Linked DNA regions of Sus scrofa: regions 2 and 3 are each linked to region 1. The links are chromatin contacts, called in public Hi-C maps. All regions are on one chromosome and are shown on one strand. The core of a region is the stretch at or near the end of the contact, and the rest is flanking DNA. Distances in the headings are between cores, read along the strand shown.

Region 1 (2,913 bases), core at 329-2,828:
TGGAATAATTAATAGGATTCGTTGTCACTCTGTGTGTCCTGCTATGGATGGAAAGTTATACTATCACCCTTCTTACAGGTCATTGGAAAGGCTATCGCTTTTGTAGGGTAACTCTGAGGTGTTCTCATCTAGGCTACCATTCTATCACAGGTATAAAAATGTCATGTCATATACAATGACATGTTATATGTACATACATATTATATGGTATGATGTATAATAATATATGTAAATAGTATTGTAGATAGAGGGACTTGTACGTCAGTGTACATAGTATATATATATAGTAGGCTGGATACTGGGCCCCCAAAGATGTCCACATCCTAATTTCTAGAACATGCAAATATGTTGCCTTACATATTCATAGCAAAAGGGACGTGGCAGGTGTGACTGAGTTGAAAGTCTTAGATGGGAGAGCATCCTGGTTCCTTGGGTGGGTCCTACATGTCATCCCAAGAGTTCTTATCATGGGGAGGCAGGAGGATCAGAGGCAGAGGAGGAGATGGGACAGGGAAAGAAACAAGCTGAAATGCTGCGACCACAATCCAAGGAATGTGGGCAGCCTCTAAAAGCTGGAAAAAGCAAGGAAACAGAGGGTCCCTGGAGCCCCCAGGAGGAACACAATCCCCCTGATACCTTGGTTTTTAACTCAGTGAGACTCATTTGGGGCTTCTGACCTCCAGAACTGTAAGCTAATAAATCTGCGTTGTTGTAAGCCACCAAGTTTTTGGTAATTTGTTAAGAGCAACAATAGGAAAGGGATACAATAAAGTACACAGGGGCCTAGACCCACGTCAGATAGCTAGGCTTCTCAGTGCTACAAACCACAACAAACAACACACACACACAGCTTGTACACTGGTCTTTCCATCTCTGTCCAAAAGAGCACCTGGCATGTTGCAGACCTAGCCAAGGGCTCAATATACCTGTGACCGTAGGTCACAAGATAAGTACAGCCTTTCCTCGAGGGGAAGGGTCTCTTACGGAAGACCACAACTAGGATTCGCTTAAGATCACCCCAAAGGAAACACCTCCAAAGGCCAGGCACATTCCCAGACCTGAGCCCCAAATCTGGTGCAGGGAGGCCTCAAGCGGCCTAAACCACCTTGCGTGGGCATTTACTTCAGGCTTCAACGATCCCCTCCTCTGCACCTGGGCAGGACCCAGAGAAGATTCCACCAGGCAGATGTTGGGTAATAAGCACCGGCACAGGTAGTGCTGCAGTGTGGAGAATGCCTCCTTTGACGAATGGGGAAACTGAGGCCAGGAGACGGGTGGGGTTGGGTGCCTGGGTCAGGTTATTAGTGGTGCGACCCCAGGGCTCCAGTAAAAGACGTGGTGGGGTCCTAGATGGAAGAGAAAAGCCCTTGCTGATGCGGGGCACGCTCAGCGAGAATGGGGCGGGGCCAAGAAGTGGGCGGGGCTTGACGGGGGAACGGCCGGCAAACCGGCACGGGGGCGGGGCTCACCTGGGAGAGGCCGAAAGGCCTGGAACAGGGGCGGAGCCTGAAGCGGGCGGAGAGGGACCAGTTTAGAACTCGGGCTGGGTGTGGACGCGTTTGGGCCTAGGCAGAGCCAGGCCGGGGGGCGGGGCCTACACTAGGGCAGGGGCTTGCAATGAGCATGGGGAGGTGGGGCTCGCTAAGGGCGGGATCCGGGCCGGGGGCGGGCCTTAGGCCAGAGCGGGAGCACGAGGGGCGCGGCCTAGGTGAGGGGCTGGGCGGAGCGCAGTATCCCGCCAGTTAGGAAGGACTTCGGAGCTGGGCGAGGCCTCCTCACGCCTAGTTAAGGCCCTAAGTGGGGTGTCTGCGCCGGGAACTTCCGGGCGAGATTTGCGTATTTCCTGTCAATATGGCGGCGCCCATTGTAGTCAGGTGCGGGCGACTCTGTCTTTAGTAGCGGCGGCGACACGAGGCCCGGGGAGGTGAGGTCCGCCCCGCTCTGGCTCCCCTCTTTCGGAGAAGAGGGAGGAGACTTGTTGCCAAGAAAACCAAAGGGAGGCCTGGTTGCTATGAGGGCTGGGCAGTGGGGTTGCTAAGAGACGGGAACGCCTGCGGTGAAGATGGGGGAGGGGGTTGCTAGAGAGAGTGGGTGGGGCCTGTTGCTAGGGACGAAGGAGGGGCTTGTGACTTTGGGGAAGGGTCTCGCCGGTGTGAAGGAAGGAATGGGGGCTGTGGTTAAAGGGCATGTGGACAGAGTGGTTTGGGGTCGCGGAGGGCCGCCGAGCTCCCCTAAAACGCCACCTTCTCAGCAGACCTCCAGGAGTCGACCGGTCAGGAAGCCCGCGCTACCTCAGCGGTGACCATCCCCTACCCCAGCACATTCGTCCCTTCTTCGCAAACAGCCCATGGCGGACCAAGGCTCTGGGGGCAGCCGCCTTCCCCTGGCGCTGCCCCCAGCCTCTCAGGGTTGCTCGTCAGGGGGCAGCGGCTCCTCTGCTGGGGGCTCGGGCAACCCCCCACCCCCGCGAAACCTCCAAGGTCTGCTGCAGATGGCCATCACGGCGGGCTCTGAAGAGCCAGACCCACCTCCAGAACCCATGAGTGAGGAGGTAAAGGGGGGGGACCCAAGAAGCCGGGGTGAGGGGTGTGCGGACCGAGATATCTTGGGGAGGGAGTCCCGAGAGGGTCGGGAGGCCAGGTGTGAAGGCAGAGTAGCCTCCTTGTGCTTGATGGGGTTATTGTAGACTGAAGGTCTGATCCCTGGATCCCTGCACTGTGCAGGGAGGCAGAGTAGCCTCGTGGTAAAAAGAAGAGGCAAGGGTTCCGCAGACAGACCTGGATTCAGCATTTTATGGCTGTGTGACCTTGGGTATGTCCCTTCATCTTTCTGAGCCCCAAGTTCTTTATTTGCAAGTTGATGCTGACAGTTAGAATACCAGTGGTACTTCACTGAGTAGTTCCGAAGTTCCAG
Region 2 (2,968 bases), core at 63-2,562, 91 kb before region 1:
CCGGCTCCACGCCCACGGTCTTGTGGTGAATCAGCCCGTTGTAGCGGAAGGAGTTGCGGGCCTTCAGGTTATTGGGTTCCTGGGAAGCGGGACACATGGCGGTCGCGAAAGGGGCCAGGGCCCAGCGGTCGTAAAGGTCCCTCCCTCAGACCCAGGCGTCGGGGCCCCACTTACGGTGCTGTACGTCTGCTTGTTCCTCTTGATGAGGAAGCTGGAGCAGTTCCGCACCACCATCCATTGCAGGTGCGCGGACATAACGGCAGCTGCGGAGGAAGGGGCCCGGGAAATGTCAAGGGAGCAGCAGGCCGACGGTGAACAACAGGGGAAGGCCGCGTGTGGGGACCTGGGGAATGGGGGAACCGTGTGGGCCGAGAGCGCTTAGAAATCTGCCAGGCGGGGCTGGGCGGCCTAAGGTAGAGGAGCTGAACTTAGGCGGCCGAGACTACGAGCGACAAGAAAATGAAAATGCACAGCGACCTAGGGCGGCGGGGCTCGGGGGCAGCCAGGGAGGCGAGCGGCGCAGCGAGAGAGGCCAGGCAAGGGCACAGACCCACGGCGGCGGGCGCGAGACGGCCACGCGGGCGGACAAGAGGCCGCACCTCACCTCCTCTCCGTGCGGCGGCCGGAGACGGAAAGAGACACGCCGGGGGCGGAGCGACGCTTTTAATACCCACACGCATTTCCGCTTCCTCTCTGGGCACGCGCGTCGACTGTCCCCCGCCTCTCCCCTCCCGTCTCCGAACCAGCTCGGCAACGCTCGGCTATTTCCGCCAGCCCGTCGCAAAACCCTTCGGGGATTTTCGGAACTCTTCGGCTAGGGACCCGAGGGCGTGTTCTCGACGCGGAAGGGGACAGTTTGGATAGCCCTTCTTGTGTTGTCGGAAGCCCACGGCTGGGTTTCCGATTGTGTCCACCTCTAGAAGCCCCACGGCCCCTTCCTCAGCGGCCTCTTCCAATATTGCCACCCATTGCTGGCCACAGAATGGATGCTCAACTCAATAAATATTTGTTTTATGAAGGAACGTGAGAGTGCCTGAACTATTAAAACCTAGCTCTGCTCCATAGTCTTCGGGTGCTTCCAGTCTTCTTCGTAGGCCCTCGGCTATTCCCGAAGAAGGTAGTTAAGTAGTTTCGGACATTTTCGAAACTCTCCGGAAACGCTCTTCGGAGGGGCGGCCGCCTTCCCACTTATTGGCCCGTGCCCCTTCGGATCTGCTCGGAAACAGTCGATCTCCAATCGGCTACGTTCGGAACCCCTCGGCTAACTCCAGGAACCCCCTGTTATTTCCCCCTCCCCAGGGCCGTCTTAAAATTAAATCCAGAGCTATTTGAGTCTAGAGAGAAGCCTGACGGAACCTTCTCGCAGACTGTCTCCGCAGGGAACCGTGGATTTCCTCTTAAGGGCGAGTTGCGTTTGGAGGAAAAGATTTGTCTGGGAAAGCTCTTGGTTCCTTGAGGGTTTCCATACTTGTTTGCCCTGCCTCTTCCCTGTGCCCCGCGGCCTCCCCCATCCTCCTCCAGCCTGCCCCATGTCACCTGTTACACTTTATAGACGTTTGTTTTCTGTCGTCAGGGTCATCTTTAAGGAGCAGGAACCTTGCCTGATATATCTCTGTGTCTTCGGCCTGACCAGCACAGAGACTCCAAGGGAACAAAAGGAATGACAGTCCCTTGGCACCCCATTAGCGCGCTTTGATGTGATCATGTCCAGCAACTCCTCGAGGGGAGGGCAGGGACCTTGTCTGGTCCATCTCTCTGTGCACCTGGACTTCGCGAGTAATACATCCTGAGAGTCTAAAGACCCCAGGAGAAACCTGAGCCAACGGGAATGTTGGGGGTTACCCTCCTGCCTTCATCACGGAGCTCTGATCCGATGGTGGCGGCAGAGTTCCTGTGAGTGTCTGATCCGCCTTTGCGATCATTAATCATTCGCTCTGGGCCACACAGGAGGCCGGCAGTGACTGAGAGCAGCCTCAGCTCCACGGAGCCGTTTCCTTCCTTAAGGCACTCTGTTGACTCCCTGCCTCCCAGAGTTCCTTGAGGTTCAGGGCCTTGTCTGATCCTTCTTTTTCACCCCATCTGTTCCCACTGGTGCACCGGGGGCGGAGGCGCCTGGAGGTAGGCACTGAACAGAAACTATGCTCGGGCTCCCAGAGCGCCCTACGTTGCCTCCACTAGAACACCCTGAATTTTGACCATGCGCTGCTCCGAGTTCCTTGGGATACAGAGGCCGCACGCATCTTTGCGTCCCGCTGTTCCCAGCATAGGCTTCTGAAGGCCAGGTCCTGCCCAGAAAACACAGCTAGATCGCCTCCGGGCCAGGCCAGTCTGTACTGCTCAGGTGACCAGGCGGGAGCCGGGCACACCTGGCGCGGTCCCCTGACCCCGCCCCGGGCCGGGCCGCGCCCGGAACGCGGAAAGCTCTCGGTCGGAGCCAGCGGCGGCGGCGGCGGCGGAGCACGGCCATGGCGGCGGCGCCGGCGGTAGGCGCCTCGCAGGGGGCCCCGCCGGGCGCACCGTTCCCGCCGGCGGGCGCGCCGGTGCCCTCGTCCGGCCTGGGCCGCTGCCGGATGGCGCTGCTCCTCGCCGTGGCGCTGGACGTGGCGGGCATGGCGGCGCTGCTGACCGGCGTGTTCGCGCAGCTGCAGGTGCGCGGCCGGGACTTCGGCGACCTGCTCATCTACTCGGGCGCGCTGCTCGTCTTCCTGAGCCTGCTCGGCTGGATCCTCTGGTACACCGGCAACATCGAGATCTCGCGCCAGGAGCTCGAGCGCGACTACGGCCTGCGGCCCTCGGCGCTCGCCCGCCTCGCGCGAAAGCTCTCCCGCCGCTGGTCGGCGCCAGCTTCCTCCGCGGCGGGCCGGCGCGCCGCGCCCGGCTCCCGGGGAGCGCGCCGCGCCGCCCGCACGCCCCCGCCGCCGGCCGCCGGCTCCCGCCGCGTGCGCCTGCAGCTCGCCACGCTCGAGGC
Region 3 (2,746 bases), core at 143-2,642, 120 kb before region 1:
CTGGAGGAAGGAGTGTGGCTGGAAAAGCCTCCCACCCTTCGGTGCAGTCCAGTGCTCACCGCTGGCTAGATTTCACCTGCTCATGTTCATTTGTTTGACTGTAGATTAAAGGGGCGGGAGGGGCGGGCAGCTTCCAGTGCTGGTGTTAGGATCACTTCTGAAATGCCCTGCCTGGTGCCTGTGAGGGTGGTTTGCCTATTCTTAGAAATCGCCACTCTCTGCTGGAGGCTTTGTCCGCAGGTAACTGGGGAGGGTGGTGATGCCAAGTGTCTAACTATAGGATCACCGAGCACTCAGAGATTCTCCTCCTGGGCAGATAGCAGGACCCTGCTTCCCCGCCTCCTGGACGTTAGACACACCTCTGTGATGGGCCTGACATGTGAGCAGAACTGCCTTTGCAGGCAGAAGCTTCTGAGAGCCAGTGAGTAAATTCCCATGCTGTCCCCCTACCCCGTGCCCCCTCCCGCCATGGTCATGGGCAATACCTCACATGAGAGCTGCTCTTCCTAGGCTGGGTTCCAGACAGATCAACCAGGACTGGGAATGAGAGTCATGCCAAACAGGGGCCTCCGCCAACCCTCGAGTGAGAAACAAACCCATGTTGCTTTAACAACTGGGGCCTTAGGGCTGCTTGTTACTGCAGGAGAGGGCGGCCTCTTTGGGCTGATGCACGTTGCTGGCTGATGGCGAGAGGCACTGCATGGCTGGGGGCTTTGTGCCCTACGCTCTTGAACTTCTGATTTGTGTGTATGTGTTACCTGGTTTTTAGAAATAGAATTTAAATTTTTTTTTGTCTTTTTTTTGTTGTTGTTGTTTTGTTGTTGTTGTTGTTGCTATTTCTTGGGCCGCTCCCGCGGCATATGGAGGTTCCCAGGCTAGGGGTTGAATCGGAGCTGTAGCCACCGGCCTACGCCAGAGCCACAGCAACACGGGATCCGAGCCACGTCTGCAACCTACACCACAGCTCACGGCAACGCCAGATCGTTAACCCACTGAGCAAGGGCAGGGATTGAACCCGAAACCTCATGGTTCCTAGTCGGATTTGTTAACCACTGCGCCACGACAGGAACTCCTAGAATTTAAATTTAAACATAAACGGCGCAGGCTTTGATGGGCATTCCTCTCAGGGGGCTGATGCCCAGGAGTGAGGTGATGGGGGAGACACAAGCCTCGTTCCTCTCCCATGCGGGGAGATTAGCTTCCACTCTGCTTTGTGATGCCAGGGCTTAAGCGGGTGTATTTTTCATTCAACATGGCCTCTACATGCCCATCCACTGCTTTGTTTCTGTTCAACCAAGGAAAAAATAGCCATCTGATCCATATGTACCCTGTCTTCGTTGGGCAATATTTGGCAGACGCATTTTCACCTTTGTAACCGGGCTTTGTAACCTAACACTTGCTCAATTCCTATCTCCTTTGGGTTGATAAATACAGCCTCTGAGCAGCTATTCTTAACCTTCCTTTGATGAGGCTGGCTCCCAAACTTCTGAAATCAATACTAGAGGTTATGTACACATGTCTTTTCTTTTTTTTTTTTTTTCTTTTTTGTCTTTTCGCCATTTCCTGGGCTGCTCCCTCGGCGTATGGAGGTTCCCAGGATAGGGGTCGAATCAGAGCCACAGCAAGGCGGGATCCAAGCCGCATCTGCGACCTACACCGCAGCTCACGGCAACGCCGGATCGTTAACCCACTGAGCAAGGGCAGGGATTGAACCCGAAACCTCATGGTTCCTAGTCGGATTCGTTAACCACTGCGCCATGACGGGGAACTCCCTTTTTTCCTTTTTTTTGTTTTGGCCTCACCCACAGCATGCAGAAGTGCCTGAGCCAGGGATTGAACCCACGCCACATCAGTGACAACCCCAGATCCTTAACCCTCTGCACCACAAGAGAAGTCCCTCTGCACTTCTTTTTAACATCATGTGTTTTGGGGGTAGTTTGTTCATTTGTTTTCATTTTTGGCCGCCCCACAGCATACACTGTTTCCAGGCCAGAGACCAGATCCAAGCCACGGTTGTGACCTATTGGGCAACTGTGGCAATGCTGGATCCTTTAACCCACTGTGCTGGGCTGGGGATCAAACCTACATCCTGGAGCTGCAAATTCGCTGCTGATCCCATTGCACCACAGTGGGAACTCCTGTTTGTTTGTTTTTTGGCCGCCTGGTGGCACATGGAGTTCCCAGGCCAGGGATCAGATCCAAGCCAAAGCCATGAGCTAAGCCACAGCTGTGGCAACACTGCATCCCTAAGCCACTGTGCTGGGCCAGGGATCACTCCTTCGACCCAGTGCTTCCAAGATGCTGCTGATCCCACTGAGCCACAGCAGGAACTCCTCTGTTTTTGTTTTTGTTTTTGTTTTTGTTTTTTGCCTGTCCACAGCATGCAGAAGTTCCTAGGCCAGGAATCAAACCCACACCACAGCAGAACCAGTGCCAGATTCTTAAATAACCTGCTGAGCCAGGAGGGAAATGCCTTTAACTTCATACCTTGACATAGTTTCAAACTTGGAGAAGAGTACAAGAATACGTCCAAGAACGCCTGCGCAACCTTCGTCAATTCATCAGTTGTTGAGGTTTCATCACACTGCTTTACAGTTTTCTTCCCATGTACATTTTTTCCTGAGACACTGGACAGTAAGTTGCCCCCAAGGGACATTTGGGAAGGACAAGGACATTCTCTTACACAGCTGCAGTACGGTCACCATCAAGAACTTCATACTGATGACACGCACCTTCACCCTGCGCC

The links. A called contact is a pair of places that touch in the nucleus more often than the background predicts.
Region 2: a Hi-C map of liver shows a contact between it and region 1, with 7 times the contacts expected there. The contact joins the promoter of TMEM238 here to the promoter of HSPBP1 in region 1. A contact is called at or near these places in 1 of 5 promoter capture datasets (fetal liver), 6 of 47 Hi-C or Micro-C datasets (blood, embryonic fibroblasts, epiblast stem cells and 3 more) and 1 of 2 datasets of contacts at active chromatin or transcription factors (alveolar macrophages).
Region 3: a contact with region 1 is called in a Hi-C map of liver, with 3 times the contacts expected there. The contact joins the enhancer-like site here to the promoter of HSPBP1 in region 1. A contact is called at or near these places in 3 of 5 promoter capture datasets (fetal liver, fetal skeletal muscle and liver), 9 of 47 Hi-C or Micro-C datasets (blood, liver, mesenchymal stem cells and 5 more) and 1 of 2 datasets of contacts at active chromatin or transcription factors (skeletal muscle).

The regions. Positions count from the first base shown.
Region 1 is chr6:59,463,198-59,466,110 of Sscrofa11.1, reverse strand. HSPBP1 (hsp70-binding protein 1) reads left to right here and starts at 1,578. Exons shown (of 8, transcript XM_003127468.5): 1 at 1,578-1,924; 2 at 2,255-2,551. The coding sequence starts at 2,348.
Region 2 is chr6:59,554,357-59,557,324 of Sscrofa11.1, reverse strand. It overlaps TMEM238 (transmembrane protein 238), which reads left to right and starts at 1,312. Exons shown (of 2, transcript XM_021095016.1): 1 at 1,312-2,968. The coding sequence starts at 2,466. It overlaps RPL28 (60S ribosomal protein L28), which reads right to left and starts at 739. Exons shown (of 5, transcript XM_021095010.1): 1 at 605-739; 2 at 175-263; 3 at 1-79. The coding sequence starts at 680.
Region 3 is chr6:59,578,252-59,580,997 of Sscrofa11.1, reverse strand. No RefSeq gene overlaps it. Among named protein-coding and RNA genes, the nearest start is that of UBE2S, 9.1 kb to the right of the region's middle. Within about 2 kb of position 1,392, at least 3 of the 83 cell types and tissues checked have an H3K27ac peak or open chromatin away from gene starts, as enhancers often do. A contact at or near this core is called in liver, where this site is marked.